Linked DNA regions of Mus musculus: region 1 is linked to region 2. A link is a contact called in public Hi-C data. All regions are on one chromosome and are shown on one strand. Each heading gives the region's core, a stretch centred on a gene start, on an enhancer-like site or on the middle of the called end of the contact. The rest is flanking DNA. Distances are from core to core; before and after follow the strand shown. Region 1 overlaps Epha2 (Eph receptor A2). Region 2 holds the start of C630004L07Rik (RIKEN cDNA C630004L07 gene).

What was found. A called contact is a pair of places that touch in the nucleus more often than the background predicts.
Region 1: a contact with region 2 is called in a Hi-C map of liver, with 2.2 times the contacts expected there. The contact joins the enhancer-like site here to the promoter of C630004L07Rik in region 2. A contact is called at or near these places in 2 of 484 Hi-C or Micro-C datasets (bone marrow-derived macrophages and liver), 5 of 115 datasets of contacts at active chromatin or transcription factors (embryonic stem cells, extraembryonic endoderm stem cells, microglia and 1 more) and 3 of 9 other capture datasets (adipose tissue, liver and pancreatic islet).

The regions. Positions count from the first base shown.
Region 1 is chr4:141,321,515-141,329,145 of GRCm38.p6, forward strand. Epha2 (Eph receptor A2) reads left to right here. Exons shown (of 17, transcript NM_010139.3): 10 at 1-76; 11 at 188-376; 12 at 549-610; 13 at 689-898; 14 at 1,072-1,221; 15 at 1,899-2,092; 16 at 2,718-2,873; 17 at 6,899-7,631. The coding sequence ends at 7,004. Among named protein-coding and RNA genes, the nearest start is that of Epha2, 24 kb to the left of the region's middle. Within about 2 kb of position 3,432, at least 11 of the 459 cell types and tissues checked have an H3K27ac peak or open chromatin away from gene starts, as enhancers often do. A contact at or near this core is called in adipose tissue and liver, where this site is marked.
Region 2 is chr4:141,238,885-141,246,582 of GRCm38.p6, forward strand. C630004L07Rik (RIKEN cDNA C630004L07 gene) reads right to left here and starts at 6,006. Exons shown (of 2, transcript NR_165245.1): 1 at 5,911-6,006; 2 at 1-1,053. It overlaps Arhgef19 (Rho guanine nucleotide exchange factor (GEF) 19), which reads left to right and starts at 721. Exons shown (of 18, transcript NM_001379647.1): 1 at 721-986; 2 at 1,748-1,860; 3 at 5,934-6,082; 4 at 7,291-7,698. The coding sequence starts at 7,320.

The sequences.
Region 1 (7,631 bases), core at 2,182-4,681, 80 kb after region 2:
CCCAACCAGGCTGTACTCAAGTTTACCACCGAGATCCACCCATCCTGTGTGGCAAGGCAGAAGGTCATTGGAGCAGGTGAGGCTGGCCCACCTACTGTGCACCTGGAGCAGATAGCCTAGTCCCGACCGGGCCTGCCCAAGGTGCCACTTGACTAAGGAAGGCTCCTCACACCTTGCCCGCCTGCAGGAGAGTTTGGAGAGGTCTATAAAGGGACGCTGAAGGCATCCTCGGGGAAGAAGGAGATACCGGTGGCCATCAAGACACTGAAAGCGGGCTACACTGAGAAGCAGCGGGTGGACTTCCTGAGCGAGGCCAGCATCATGGGCCAGTTTAGCCACCACAATATCATCCGCCTGGAGGGCGTGGTCTCTAAATGTGAGGCCTGGGAGGTGCTGGGGTGGGGGATGGGGGGTGGTGAGGGTGGCCCCAGGCGGTCAGGGAAAGGGGCTGCTTCCTAGGACCACCTGACCCTGGCTGTCCCCATCCCCCCCACCTCCGCCGCCACGCGTATACCAGCCTCACTCACTCCCGTGTCCGTGCCCTACAGACAAACCCATGATGATTATCACAGAGTACATGGAGAATGGAGCGCTAGACAAGTTCCTTAGGGTAAGGTCATGCTCTGCGGTGGGGAGGGTGGAGGCGAGGTGTCGGGAGCCGGTCAGCACTGAGGGCCTATCTCTGCAGGAGAAGGATGGTGAGTTCAGTGTACTTCAGTTGGTGGGCATGCTGAGGGGTATCGCATCCGGCATGAAGTACCTGGCCAACATGAACTACGTGCACCGGGACCTGGCCGCCCGCAACATCCTCGTCAACAGCAACCTGGTGTGCAAGGTGTCCGATTTTGGCCTGTCGCGTGTGCTGGAAGATGACCCCGAGGCCACCTACACCACAAGTGTGAGTCGGGAGCTGGGGGATGTCACACCCAGGGTGTGGAGGGCTCAGAGGTGACGCAGCTGGTACCCTGGATCTGGGGCCTGGATGTTACCCAAGGGTGAACCTAGGCCTAGAGACAGAAAGGGTCTTGAGTTCTCACAGGGACAGGGGTAACTGGGCTGTGTCTCCCGCAGGGCGGCAAGATCCCTATTCGATGGACAGCCCCAGAGGCCATTTCCTACCGCAAGTTCACCTCAGCCAGCGATGTGTGGAGCTACGGCATTGTCATGTGGGAAGTGATGACTTATGGCGAACGGCCCTACTGGGAACTGTCAAACCACGAGGTCAGCCCCTCCCACCTCCTCTCCCTCCCAAACCCTGGGGCCCTGGGATCAATCTGCATAGAGTAGAGACAGCACCAGTTGTTCTGTGGCCTATCTTGGGTAGGACCCAGCCTGTGCTATACTGAATACAAAGGCAGCCCAAGGGGAAGGGTGTATGTACACGTTCATGTGTGCTGTGCGTGTGGATATGCATATGTGTGATCTGATCATGTGGATATAGCTGCATGTAGGTATGTGAATGTGTGTGTACATATACATGTGTATATGTGTACATACATATATGTATGCACATTTACATGTAACCTGATGCCTTGCCTAGGCTGGAGGCCTGGGATTTTGCTTGTAGGGGTCACATCCCTGCAGAGGCCTAGGAGACAGACAGTAAGGCAGATAGGCTAAGACATGGCGGAAGGGAGAGAGAGCCCCAAATGTGGGAGTAGACAGAGATAGGAGGCTGAATTGTGGGTGCACAAGGTTGACCTCTACGGTCCTGGACACAGCCCCTCGGCACTTGCCCCATGGATGGCTCTAAAACTGTGTGTGTCCTTAGGAAAGGGTGCTGATCCATTTCTTGGGGTCTCCCCTCTGTTCCTGTGTTGGGGCCTCCAAGGGAGGTCTCTGTAGCAGTTCCATGTGGTTTCCCTGCTAAGGCCACCCCGATGCTTATGTCCCCCCAGGTCATGAAAGCCATCAACGACGGCTTCCGGCTCCCTACGCCCATGGACTGCCCTTCAGCCATTTACCAGCTCATGATGCAGTGCTGGCAGCAAGAGCGCTCCCGCCGACCCAAGTTTGCCGACATCGTTAGCATCCTGGACAAGCTCATCCGAGCCCCCGACTCCCTCAAGACGCTGGCTGACTTTGATCCCCGGTGAGTCTTGTGTCCTGTGCCTGAGGTAGCATCCGTGTTCATTCATATGGACTCCTTGGCTTCTCAGGACAACTGGATATCTGGTGGTGGTGGGGGGGTCAGGGCTGTTACGGGGTTCAGAAATGACACATCAGGGCGATGATGTTGCCAGGCAACAAATTGTTTGCCTGGAATTCTCAAAAATCTTGAGTTCAGTCCCCAGAAACTGAAAGAGGAAAAGGGCTAGCCAGGCATGGTCGGTCCAGTAAGACCAGTAAGAAACTAGCTCCAATGGTGCATGGGCTGAGCATCAGCCACATTCCTAACTTGTTGAAGCATCCTGAGGCGGGCTCTATGCAGATGAGGGGAACAGAGGGTAGCCAGGCTGGGAAGGTGACTCCAGGACCCAGAGTCCCAGCAGTAACGGGGGGCGTGGTGGGGCAGCTTCTAGTGATGGTAGGCATGGAGCAACAGCAGTAGTGCCAGGAAGCCAGGAATCTCGTGGATCCTTCCGGGTCTGGGCTTCCTCATTGGCTCAGAGGAGGAAGCTGAGGCGCAGCGGGCTGTGTGCCTTGCCTGAGTTAGAAGGGTAGGTGCTTGGGTAGGTCATGTCCAGCAGCCCCTCACCTGTGGATTTCCATCCCAGAGTGTCCATCCGGCTGCCCAGCACCAGCGGCTCGGAGGGAGTCCCCTTCCGTACGGTGTCCGAGTGGCTGGAGAGCATCAAGATGCAACAGTACACGGAACACTTCATGGTGGCTGGCTACACGGCCATCGAGAAGGTGGTACAGATGTCCAACGAGTGAGTAGACGCCTTGGTGACTTTGCCTTTCATTCACCACTGGGGACAGCCTCTGATCTACGTGTCACTCCCCCTTCATGGTGTGTGTGTGTGTGTGTGTGTGTGGTAAGTATGTGGTGTGTATGTGCTTGTGCGCTGTTTGGTGTGTGTGTGCTGTGTGGTATGTGTGGGTGGTGTATGTATGTGTGCGGTGTGTGGGGGCCTGTGTGTGTGTAATGTGTGTGTGTTTGGTGTGTGTGCATCTCTTTCTCTCTCTTTCCTGAGTGTCCTCCCCTTCTTGCCTCTTCCTCCACAATGAGGAAACAATATGAGATATAGCCAGCCCAAGGTTGTCGTGTATGGTGGGCTGTTTGCCTACCCTGGGTATCACTGCTTATATAGACTTAGAGGTTACCTGTTCCCCGGCTCTTGCAGCCACCAGGGGCAGAGATCCTAGCCTTGACCAAGCAGGACCCAGAGCCTTGCCAACCCTCCCGGGCCCTCCCCCATATGGCTGACTCTTGGCCTGCCATCTGCTGCCTGCTGGCTCTGGACCTTAGGCCCTCAGAGCTCTTCTGCCCCATCTCCATCACTGACCCTTCTCAGAACAGCCTTGGCAGGGACAGCTCTTTCTGTCCCTGGAGGGATACGACATTGTCCTTTTAGCCTTTGTGCTTCTAAAAATAGTTGTGGATCCCAACAGCCCTGGATCCAAGTGTCCAAGGCCATGGCTGAAACAGGCCCCGGGGCGGGAAGGTTTTGGGAACTGCTTGGGGGAGGTGACCTGGGCCTCCCATGTTCCCGGGCTCTAGATGTTCTGGGACTTGAGTTTAGTTAGACACAAACATTCTCCAGGGCCTTTGGCTTCTGGCCTGCTGACCATTGAATGTGGCCAACCCGAGAAAATGGTGGGTCATGGGAATCAGACAGGGAAAATAATGACTGGAGAGAGGTACAAGAATATGGCGAGAAAGCATCAGGTCCGAGAATACCTCTTTCTGCCAGCCAACATCTGGGCTCACACTTTAGATCTGCAGACAACACCTGAATTTATGTCCCACGTCTGCTGTGCAAGCAATTTGGTCTGACTTGGACCTTGGTACCCATTTCTCGATGTGGGGATCCATGGGTGTGAGTCAGTGACGTGCCTAGGATGTCTTGATCTATCATATCGCCTCTATTTTGCCATTCCCAGGATCCTGTAAATCATGGTTCTATGCCCTGGTTCTCAAGTCCCTCTCCCTTTCCCTGGCAACCAGGGTCAGCCTCCTGGGTTCCATCAGATCCCATATTCCCCTCCCCTCCCTTGGGACAGCACAGCTTTTCTTCTGTAACCAGCAGCGAGGGTATGGAAGCAGGTTTACAGGAAACACATGGCCGTAGACGGATCCCAAAATAGCCCGGGGCACCCCTCACAAAGTCCTTTCCCACGAGCTGGGACAGGCTCCTGGACAGACAGGCAGGCGGTGTGCATGCTCACGGGTTATTTGGAAAGTATCTGGATAAAGCCCGGAAGTCGTTCGGCACTCCTTCCTCCTGTGGTCAGACCCTGGCTCACGGAGTTGCCTCTGGTGCCCTGAGGGGATGTGGGGTTGGAGCCGAGCGTTTTAAACCCACAGACTGTGTTGACCACGCCATGGAGCCCAACAGGAGCGAGAAATCAGCTAGCTCCCTTCCTGCTAGGGTCAGGATGTAGGCTTCAGCACCCTGACCTCCCCTGCTTCAGCCTCCCTTTCAAAAGACCTGGCCTCTTCCCCCTGCAGCCTCTGACTCTCTGCTCGAGTGCCCGACGTGCTGTGTTGGAGTTGGTTGGCCTTCTAGCTCGATGAGCCTTTTGAGAAAATACAGAACATGTTTCATTGTACTGTACCTTGAACAAAACAGCAGGCCCAAAGGCCAGCCCTGTCCAGTGTCAAAGCTACAGAATGCATTCAAGCTGTAGGTACACAACTCCAGATGGATCTTAAAAAGCAGAATCTAGTTGCTAGATGTGAATGATAAAACTCTCGAGTCTCTGGGGATCATTATGCTCCCCTGCCCCACAGTAGGTGTTCATGGGCACTACTTATCCCCCCACACACACACATACACATAGTAGGTGTTCACAGGCAATTATTCACACACCCCAAACACACACTGTAGGTGTCCATGGGCGCTTACGTTCATGGGATTTGTGCCTCAGAGGAGAGACGGTATGGAAGTAGCTTGAGTCTCTTTCTTCCTGCACAAAGTTAATGGGATGCGTGTTCTGCATCCCTGAGGGGGAAACAGAGGTTGGAACAGGAACCAGCTTGGACCCTGGTTTATCTGTGACTCTCCCCCAAGTGCATGGTTTCCAAGCACTGGGCTGGCGGGACTTTGCCCGGTCTCAGATGTTCTTACCCGTCTTGTAGATAAGGGAATTGAAACTCAGAGAGATGCAGAGACTTGGATTCTGAGGACACACAGCTAGGAGGTGCCAGTGCTGGAAACTATACTAGCAGTAAAGAAATGTGGCCCGGTCTCCTTCCCTTGCTGGGGAGCTCCACTGCCCTTCTCTAAGCAGCAGGAGGCATCTTTAGTTGCTAATGAGCCTTTAAGTCTAAGGCTCTGCTAGACTCCAGTGGGTGAGGCTTGCAGGTCATCAGAGGAACTTGCCTTTCCCTGTGGGAATCTGTGGGACAATAATGTCCTCCTGAGGCCTGAGGACTCAGTGCCAGGCTGATGATAGGTCCCAGGGGCCCCACAGAGAAGGGATAAGACTGTCCTGGCCTCCCCACTCTAGGTAGAAGCATGTCGGGTTCCAGGAGCTGTCAGCAGAATGTCTGTTGCTAACTTCAGGAGTTTTTCTCTTCCACTGCCCTCACCCACCAGCCCTAGCTCATGAAAACACCCAGGTTTTTACGGGCCAGCTCTTGGCTGTAATTGGAGCTAATTATATGGTACAAGCTCCAGGAGTTCGCAATGCTGGAGACAAGACTTTCCCACAAGCTTGGAAAGAACCAAGCATTGAGCAGGGATGGGCAGACCCAGGTGGGGAGGGAGGGACGGAGGGAGGGAGACACTGCTCCTGCTACAGCAAGAAGGCTGGAAGATAGATATGGGGAGAACCTCCAAGCCTACCACTAAGGGGGCTGGGATTTTGCAAGACCCTGTGGGGGCCTGGAGAAGCACCGAGAAGCCAGAAAAGGCAGGGTGTTGGGTAACCCCAGACTCACTGGGCCTAATTCCACCCTGTACGGCTGAGTATGTATAGAAACACCACTGTCAGGCTTAGCCAGTGCCCCACCTTGAGGCCCTCTTCCATCAGAGTGGTTCCTTTCAAAGCCTGGTCATGCCTCTGTGTCTGCTCCTTTTTACAAAGACATGAAGAGGCTTGAGTGATGTATTCCTGAGCAGTGAATTCCTTCCCCCAGCCAGCCAACCAACCAACCAACCAACCAACCAACCAACCAACCAACCAACCAACCTCCCTTCCTTGAGGCTTGGGATCGCTGGCTAGTCCTAGTTGGCTCAAACTCATATTCCTCCAACTCAGAGACCCACTTGTCTCTACCTACCTCCGGAGTGCTGGGATTAAAGCCCACCCTTTCTTGACTACAGACAGAAAGCGTGAGGGACTGAGTTCAAACCCCAAACCCCCACACCAAAAAGAAGCTGGCCGCAGTGTCGGTTCTTTGGAACCTGGTGCTAAGGAAAGACAGGTCAACCCTCAGAGCTTGCCACCGAGAAAATAAAGTGGGGGGGGGGGTTCCTAAGTTAAGATTGTGCTTTGGCTTCGCCCTGCGTGTACACACGTGTGTACAGCCATACACATATGAACACAGGCACACACACACACAGAGCACCTATCCCAGGCCCCACCCCCCACCCCACCCCCATGAAGATTTGATTGAGTGTATCACATCCTCGACTCTGGGTGGCAGACCATGCTAGAATATGAACTCTTTAGCCTGCATAAATGGATGTTCCTCACCACAGGTCCGCAAAGGCCCCTCTATGTCCGGCTTTCCTCTCTGCCTCCCAGTCTTGTCTCTGACCCTCCCTCTCTTCCTCTTCATCCACAGAGACATCAAAAGGATCGGAGTGCGTCTTCCTGGCCACCAGAAGCGTATTGCCTACAGCCTGCTGGGACTCAAGGACCAGGTCAACACAGTGGGGATTCCTATCTGAGTCCATTGGGGCCGTGCCCAACAATACTTGAAGAGCCACAGTGGTCTCCCTGCCGACCTGGTGCTGGCCCACTGGAACTTTATTTATTTCTGTTTCCTCGTCTATGCCTCCCTGAGGACTCTGCAGGGGGCTTTTGAATGACACCCTGGCCTGAGCCTGGGAAACTTGGATGCTGGTCAGGGCTCTCTTTCCCCTGCAAAGGACCCAGCTAAGCACTTAGCAGTTTGCCATGGCCTTCCCAGCATCCCCTGAGGCTAAAGTTCCACCAAGACCGTCGATATCGACGAGGGACATTTCCAAACGGACCTCCCCATCTTCATTTGGCCTCCTGAGAAGCCACCTCAGGAGCTGAGGCTAAGCACTAAGCCCAGGACCATATGACTAGGGCACTGTACGCCCCGCCCCTAGTTAGAGGGTAGGTTTTGGACTTGGCTGGGTGTGGTCACAGCAATCTCCCAGTGCCTTTTACAGACCCAGGGCTCTGCCCTCCGCCCTCGAGGGCCAGCTTCTTGCTTTCCTAGGGCCCTCTCAGGATGCTTGGCTGTGCTGAGGTTTTTATTAAATATATATTTTATACTTGTGGAAAGAATGAGTGTGTGGCAGGGACCTTGCCAGGGCTGGAGACAG
Region 2 (7,698 bases), core at 4,756-7,255:
CTGAGTGCCCCTAAGTCTCTCAAAGAGCTGTGGGTCTCTGTTAATTTCCCATCTACTGTTAGAAGCGTCTCTGAGGAGGGCTGAGCGATGGGCTGATGTACGGGACAGCAAGCAGTGCGTCAGTAGGAGTCGGTTTATTGTTATGCTGATTAAGCAGAAACGTAGTAGGTTTTCTCCCTGGGGCCCCAAAAGGAGCCCGAGCAAATATCAAGTCAAGATTATTTTAGTATGAGCATAAATTTGTACCTGAATGGGGGATGACAGTTGTAGGATTGGTCCCTGTTGGCCACGCCCCTGGTACCGGTAAGAATATCACAGCCAGCCCAGTGGATTTGCCAGCCTCCCGCTGGTGTCTGTGCGCTTCACCTGGCTCTGATCCAGAACCCCTACACACACACACCCTGCAGGTGGAAGACCCACCAGGCACGGAGGAGGGTGGGGAGTGACTGTAGGAACACCGTGCTAAACCTGGGTGCGACCAGACCTGCCTGGGAGTGGACGGTGTGCTAAGTCCGGGAGGGGTGAAGCATGCCCGGGAGGTGCAGGGCCTGCCTGCGACGGCCGAGTGCGGTTGCCTGGGTAGGGCGGGGCCTGCCTTGGAGGGTTGCTGAGCCTAGAGGGCGGGGTCTGACAGGGGCCAGGAGGCGGGGGATGGGGGACGAGCCTGAGAGGGGAGGAGGTGCTGAGGGTGGAAGAGGAGGAGCGTTGAGCCTGGATGGAGCGAGGCTCTGACTACTGTAGAGGGACCTAGCTGGAACCGCAGGAAGCTGAGTCTGTCTAGTACACAGCTGTTCGGCGTCGTCTGGGTTGAAGCCGCAGGACCAACTTCTAAGGGAGGGGAGAGGCAGGAGAGCAGAGCTCGGAGTCCACATCCGAGAAGCTCTTGGGACCCCCAAGTCCAAGATATTTCACTACCGGCGAAGGAACTCGCCCTCAACTACTGGAAAAATGCTGGCCGCGCATCTGGCTTCGTCATCCCCTGGGAGGTAGGCTGAGCGTCTGTCTGGGATTTGCAAGCATCGTTGAGTTCAGGGTCTGACACTGGCCAACCTGCTGTAGAAGGAGATTTAGGACAAGGTCAATGTGACCATTCATTGTCAAGGAGCCAGAGAGGCGGCTCCGTAGTTAAGAGAGCTGGCAGCTCTTGTGAGGATCTGGGTTAGGTTCCCAACACCCACATTCACAACTCTCTCTATCTCCAGTTTGCCACGGGATCCGAAGCCCTCATCTGACATCTGTGGGTACCAAGCATGCATGTCGTGCATGCAAGCAAGCATTCATACAATGTAAAGGAAATCGTATTTAAATTTTTATTTTATTATTCTTTATGTGTATGAGTGTTTTGCCTGCGTGTTCACCACATATGTACCTAGTACCCACAGGGACCAAAAAAGGGCGTCAGATGCCCTAGATGGAGTTATAGACAGTTGTAAGGTACCATGTGGATGCTAGGAACCTAACCCGGGTCCTCTGCACGAGCGGTTCTCTTAACCATTGAACCATCTCTCCAAATCCAAATAAATATTTTTCAAAAAAAAAATTATTGCCAAGCTGCATCCTTGTTATCAAGCCCTCAGAAGGTGGAAACAAAAAGGTCACGGGTTCAAAGTCATCCTTGGCTATAAATCGAGCTCAAATCAAGCCTGGACTGCGTAGTAAGTTTGAGGCCAGCCTAAGCTACATAGGAGACTCTGCCTGGACAAAACTAAACAGAAAGATTAATCATTTTCTGGTCCCCTTTCCCCAGTTCCTTCTGATCTTCCTGCCTTTGGCAGCCTGGCTCCAGTGGAATGTGCCCGCTGTGGTACCTAACAAGTTCAAGGAGAGGTCCTGGCGGTCCATCAAGAGGCGCTGCTTTAGGTCAGTAAGACTTTGGACTCTGGCCCCACCCACATCTGGCTGATTACGCCTCCTAATTGCCCCCACGTCCTGGCTCCTCCCTTTCAAGCCCCGCCCGCTAGAGTGGAGCAAGGATTGGCCAGGCTCCTTTACAATAGTCTTGCCTTCGACACGCCCCCTTTTACCTTGAACTTTCACGGGGCCGAGAGAGCTTCCCTCCTCCAGGAGTGCCTGCTCCACCCGACCCGGTGCGAAAGAAACACAATTTCCTAAGCTTTTTTTCTAGGGCTCCCGCCTTGGCCCCAACCCAAGGTCCAAACCCTCTGGTTTCCAGCGAGGGGCCAGGGCAGTGCCTCTTGGGAGGAATAGTCAGTTGGCGTTTTCTTCTCCACATCCCCTCTTCCTGCTCTACATTGACACAACTCTATCGCTCCCACTCACTCTGGACAGTGTCGTCTCACGGTGTAATGGTCCTTAGGTGGAGTAGAGGACCCCGCTTTGAGCTTAAAGTCATCAACTAGAAGCTAAAGAACCCACTCTGAGGGAGGGTTCACTGGGGTCTGGGCATGAAGTTTAGCAGGCCTATGGTATAGGAAGATTAGGGAACGGGCTTAGCTTAGCAACCCTGGAGATTGAAGATCAGGTGGTAGAGTGCTCGCCTGCAAAGGAGAGGTTCTGAGTTCAAGCCCCAACACTGTGTAAACTGGTGCTCGCTGTGATCCCAGCACTCAAAAGGTAGAGGCAGAAAGCTCAATATCCCAAGCTCGTCCTCACCTACATACCAAATTTTTCAGGGGAAAGGATGTGGAAGGGAGGTCAGCCAGGTGTCTCCCAGCACACCAGTCAGTGAGTGGCTAAGGAGGTTGGCAAGTGATGGTGCCAGATGAGTCTGGGTTTCATACTGATTATGATTATTCTCTTTCTTTTTTTCTTTGTGTTGACTTATTCATTTTTATTTTTCTATATGTGTGAGTTTTGCCTGCATGTCTGTAAGTGTATGGACCACATACATGCCTAGCGTCCAGGAAAGCCAAGAGAAAGTGTCAGATCACATGGTTGTGAGCCGCCATATGGGTATCAGGGACTGAGTCTGGTTTCTCTGCAAAGGCAGCAAGTGTTCCTAACCACTGAGCCATCTCTCCAGCCCCCATGTCGTTCTTGTTAACAATGCTCCTAGAGCTTTGGTTTCACCATCTGGAAGAGGTGATGGGACGTCACGGATGGGAGAGTACTCGTGTTTAGGGGTACAAGCCTCAGGTACTCAGCTCCTGAGTGGTAGCCGTCACAGTGTGGGCTTCAGAGGGTCGTAACGCACAGTAGGTAGACCCATGCTTTGCACACAGGAAGCGTACAGGCTTTCAACACTGGGGGCGTCGTCCTTGCAGCTTACCCTCCATACTCTGGGAATCTCACCCGCTTGCCAATTGCAAGGCGCTCACACACATAACAGGCGCTCACACCCAATCCAGAAACTGGGAGGAAGTGGCTTTACCTTTTCGGCAGGCTTGGCAAAGTCGTGTGCCTGGCACAGATCATGGAGCAACCCGCCATCACTATAGAGGCTTCCTTGACCTCAGCTGTGTCATTGACCTTACTAAAACTCCCTGTGGGCTGCTGCTCTCTATGAAGGTTCACTGGGGATGCACATGCTGAAGACCTAAAGGTTGGTCATTGCAGCAGGAAAGAGCCACTGGTGGGGAGTGGCCACCTGACTTCTGTCCCCCCAGCTATGCAGCTGAGTGTTCCTAATTTACAGATGTGGCTCATGGGGGAGGGGCGGGGGAGTGGCAGAGGAGGTCTCAAGATCCCCGAGAAGGGATTCCAGATTTGGAGCTTCCAGGACGTCCTCCACTCCCACAAAGTCCCCGCCCATACCTAGGACCTGGGAAGCTCCAGAGAGAGAAAGAGAGAGAGAGGGGTGGCCCACCTCCAAGGAGCAGATCCCAGCTAACCCCATCTTTAGGCAGTTGTCTGGGGTCCCTCCGAGCTTCTGGGAGGCATAGGGCTCCCATTGTTCCAGCCCCCTCTTGTACCTGACTGGCCAAACCGGTTCTGGGGAAGGGGGGCGGGGAGCAGGCACGTTGAGACAGCCGCCTGCCTCTGCAAGGCTCCCTCCCCCTCGCCTCCCCCCTCCCTGCCCCACACAATACCCAGGAGCTTACATTGCCCGGCCTTGGAGCCATGCTGACATGGTCCTCTGAGGACTTGGCTACAACCCCATTGCCCCCAGGGTGGCCTGGAGCCCTGGACTGTACCAGCAGCTTGACGGAGGAGCTCCCCGGCTGAGGTAGGGCCCTGGGTCAGCAACCGTCCTCCCCTTCCTGTATCCCGAGGGAGTCCTTTGTGCTGTCTGCCTGCTGTTTCTGGCTTCAGTCCATTCTTGCCTTCCTGGGACTTTGCTTGGCTTGGAACCCCCTTTCTGGCCATGACCTCCAACTAGGTTTTGTCCCTTAAGGAACAAGGGAATCTGGCAGGGTCTGTTCCTCTGAGCAGGCAGCCAAAGGGCATGGAGCAGGGAGGGAGGGAGGGCTGGGTACCAGGGCCAGAGGTGCTGTCCCAGACAACAGCAGTGCCTAGGGATGCTCTGGCAACTTGCTAGGCAGGCTGGTTACCCTCTCTAACTAGTAGAGACCATCCCTTGGCCTCTGCCGATCCTTCTCAGCCTGCAGAGACACCTATGAAACAGGTTTCATAAAGGGGGACCTGAGGGTCACCTGTCACATGAGGATACCAAGGCCTGAGGATGGGCTTGGTCAGTGTCAACACAGGACCTCAAACCCTGGTTTCCAGAGGGATCCTTGCTTCAAGAGCTCTAGTGTGTCCTGGGGTCACATCTGGGTACCCAGCCACCTGAAGTCCCTGAGACTTTCATTTTTATATTATCATCAGAGAAGTGCTACCCAGTATTAAACCCAGCTCTGGACCTAAATCACTAACATCAGCGTTGGGTGGTCTGCATCCTGAGAAGCTACTGGGCTGGCGCCCCAGCTTGACAGGCAACTCCCATGTCCTCTTCCTGACACTCTGCTTGGCTTGGAACCCCTGTCTAGCCATGACCTTTCCAGGCCTGAGCACTGTGGAAGCAGACCAGCTTGCCCACCCCTGACACATCTCTTTATCCTGTCTTCCTGAAAGCCCTTAGCTCCTCCTTCAGCCTTCTCCTCTGAGGTCTGAAGATGCTTCTGCCTTAAGATCTGATGTTTTGCTTATTTAACTTCATAAATCATGGTGGACAGGAGTTGTTCTCCGGGGGGCGTGGAGGGGGGATTCTAGGCCCGAGTATGCACTTACACCTAAAAGAGACCTGTGTGCTGGACAGGAGCTGACTCTGCCCCCCTTCTGCTTGCTCCTACTACTGGCTGCTGGCCCAAGGCATCCTCCACCAAAAAGTGAGATGACACTCAGGGGACCGCCTACCAGAGACAAGGCTCACAGTGCCCTGTACCTGAGGCATTGCTGTTAATTCTTGTATTAGCATCAGGAAGTGGGTACCAACTCTCCTACTTTAGGTTGAGTGAGCTACCCAGATTAGTACTTATAGACCTAAGGGACAAGGGCTAAACAAGGGAGTGAGGTACAGCAGTTTTTTGGGAGAGAGCCCCTGAGAAACAGCCAGCCTCTCCCTCAATCCCCCCCAAACTGAGAGAAGAAGCTGGGGTACAGTGGGGAGCCCCAACTCTCATATACCAGACGCACCCTGATGTTGCTGGTTCCGGCCTGGGGTCAATGCTCCATCTTTTTGTACTGAGTCCTTGAGGGTTTGAACCTTGCAACAGTAAGCTGGGATCTCCTCCAGGAAGCCTTCCTGGCATACTGAGACTGGACTGGGCCCAGCCCCCTTCTGTGTTAGTGCCTGTGGTTTGCTTCATGCCAACTCAGATTCTAACAGCTTTTGTTTCGGCTCTTCCACCAGGCAACCCCACTGAGCTATTATTTCTTCACCCCAGTCAGTCTCCCTGTGTTTGTTTGTTTGTTTGTTTTCGGGACTTCTCATCTGCCTGGGAATCTGGACCAGTCTGAGATTTGAGGTGTCTCAGCCTCAGCCTGTCCCCGGGGCCTCAAGGGTCTCACCCTCTGTGGTTTCTCTTCTTCAGAGTCTCCAGAGCCAGTTCCTGAGCTGTTGTCTCTAAGGCCGCCATTTCTCTGGGTCTCCCTCTTATTTCTGCCAGACTGGGCACTGCCCCTTTGGCCAAGGGGCCTCTGCAGGGGTCCTCGCTGCCCAGACTGCCCACAGCGCAACCAGGCAAGTGTAGGCCCCCGCCCAGCCCCAGCCCGCTGCCTGCTCCCTCCCTCTCTTTGCCTCACCACAGGGTTTGATGAATCAAACTCTTTGTCTGGGTGGGATCTCCCCCAGCCAGCTGGGCAGAGACAGGGCTTCCCTGCCGGAGCAGGCAGGCGGCAGCAGCTTCAGCTGAAGAGGTGAGGGGCAAGAGAGAGGCCACAGAGGGCCCAGGGCAGAGGTTTGAGGGTCTTGGACCACTGGGCTCACCATCCCGCCCTGGGGTGCTGGCACACTGCCCAGGGATGGCGTCCTGCCCAGAAACGGCCCATTCTGCCTGGCTTGATCCAGTGTCTGGGAGCTGGAATGGGGATAAACCCCTCAGTCACCCCAAACTGGGGATTGGGCATCTCTCTGCTCTTTCCTGGGAGGGACTAATCTGGGTGGTGGCCCTCCTGCCAGTCTGTGACCCTCCCAGCCAGCTTGGCAAGGCTGTAGGCATCACTCAGCGTGAAGGGCCTCAAGTCTGGGTATGGAAGGGGTTGGATAACTTCAGAATGAGACATTGGGGGCTGTGTGTATCTGCATCCTGGAATGTGCGTACATGCCTGGAACTTGTGTGTGTGTGTGTGTGTGTGTGTGTGTGAGAGAGAGAGAGAGAGAGAGCGAGAGAGAGAGAGAGAGAGAGAGAGAGTAAGAGAAAAATCTAAGCTTGTGTAACAAACTAAACCAAACCAAAAAAAACAAAAAGGATGTGACTGGTGACTGTATACCGGGTACTGGAGTTTGACATGTTTCAAGTTATCTGTGAAACTATGTTTGCCAGAAGAAAATGTGGGTCTGTGTGCTGGAGCATGAATTCGTGTGACAGTGTATGTTATCTGTATGTCTGGTCACATGTCCACATGTGAGAGAATTTCCTAGGTGGCTAAGAACGCAGCTTTGGAAGCCGTGACACCTGTGTGAGAATCCTGGCTCTGCCATTTGGCTCTCTCACCTACAGGCGTCAGTTCCTTAAGTCAGTCGATGGAGATTAAATGAGATGCTATGTGGGTGCTTCCTCATCTGCTAAGTGCTGGTGATTCCTACTGGCGTTTATTAAACAGACATGTGAGTGTATCTGTGTCCTGTGCACATGTGTGCATGAGGGTCTGTGCGGGCCTCCAGGACATGGTGGCTCACTGTCCCTCCCTGTCGTACTATATCTGGGTCTGACACCTTCTCTCCTGCAGGCCCAGGAGGGTGACAGAGTAAAGAAGGAATGGACTGTGGGCCACCTGCAACCCTCCAGCCTCACTTGGCTGGACCACCTGGCACCGCCCGTCGCCCAGTAGCTGTGTGCCAGCAGGAGAGCCTGTCCTTCGTGGAGCTGCCTCCGAGCCGACTGTGTGTGGATCTCTTTCCCATTGCTCCAGAGGAGCTGCAAGCTCCCGGTAGCCGCTGGTCCCTGGCAACCCCTGCCCCTCTCCAAGGACTGTTATGGCCGACGTCCCCAGGAGGCCCAGATACCCATATCGCCTCCACCAGTGGAGGAATGAGACCCGGCAGGGCTGGCAGCTGGCCTCACTGTCCTGGTGCCCAGCCCCCAACTCTGGTGGAACCGTGGAGTTCTCAGCACATGCAGCCCCAACGCAGGGCCA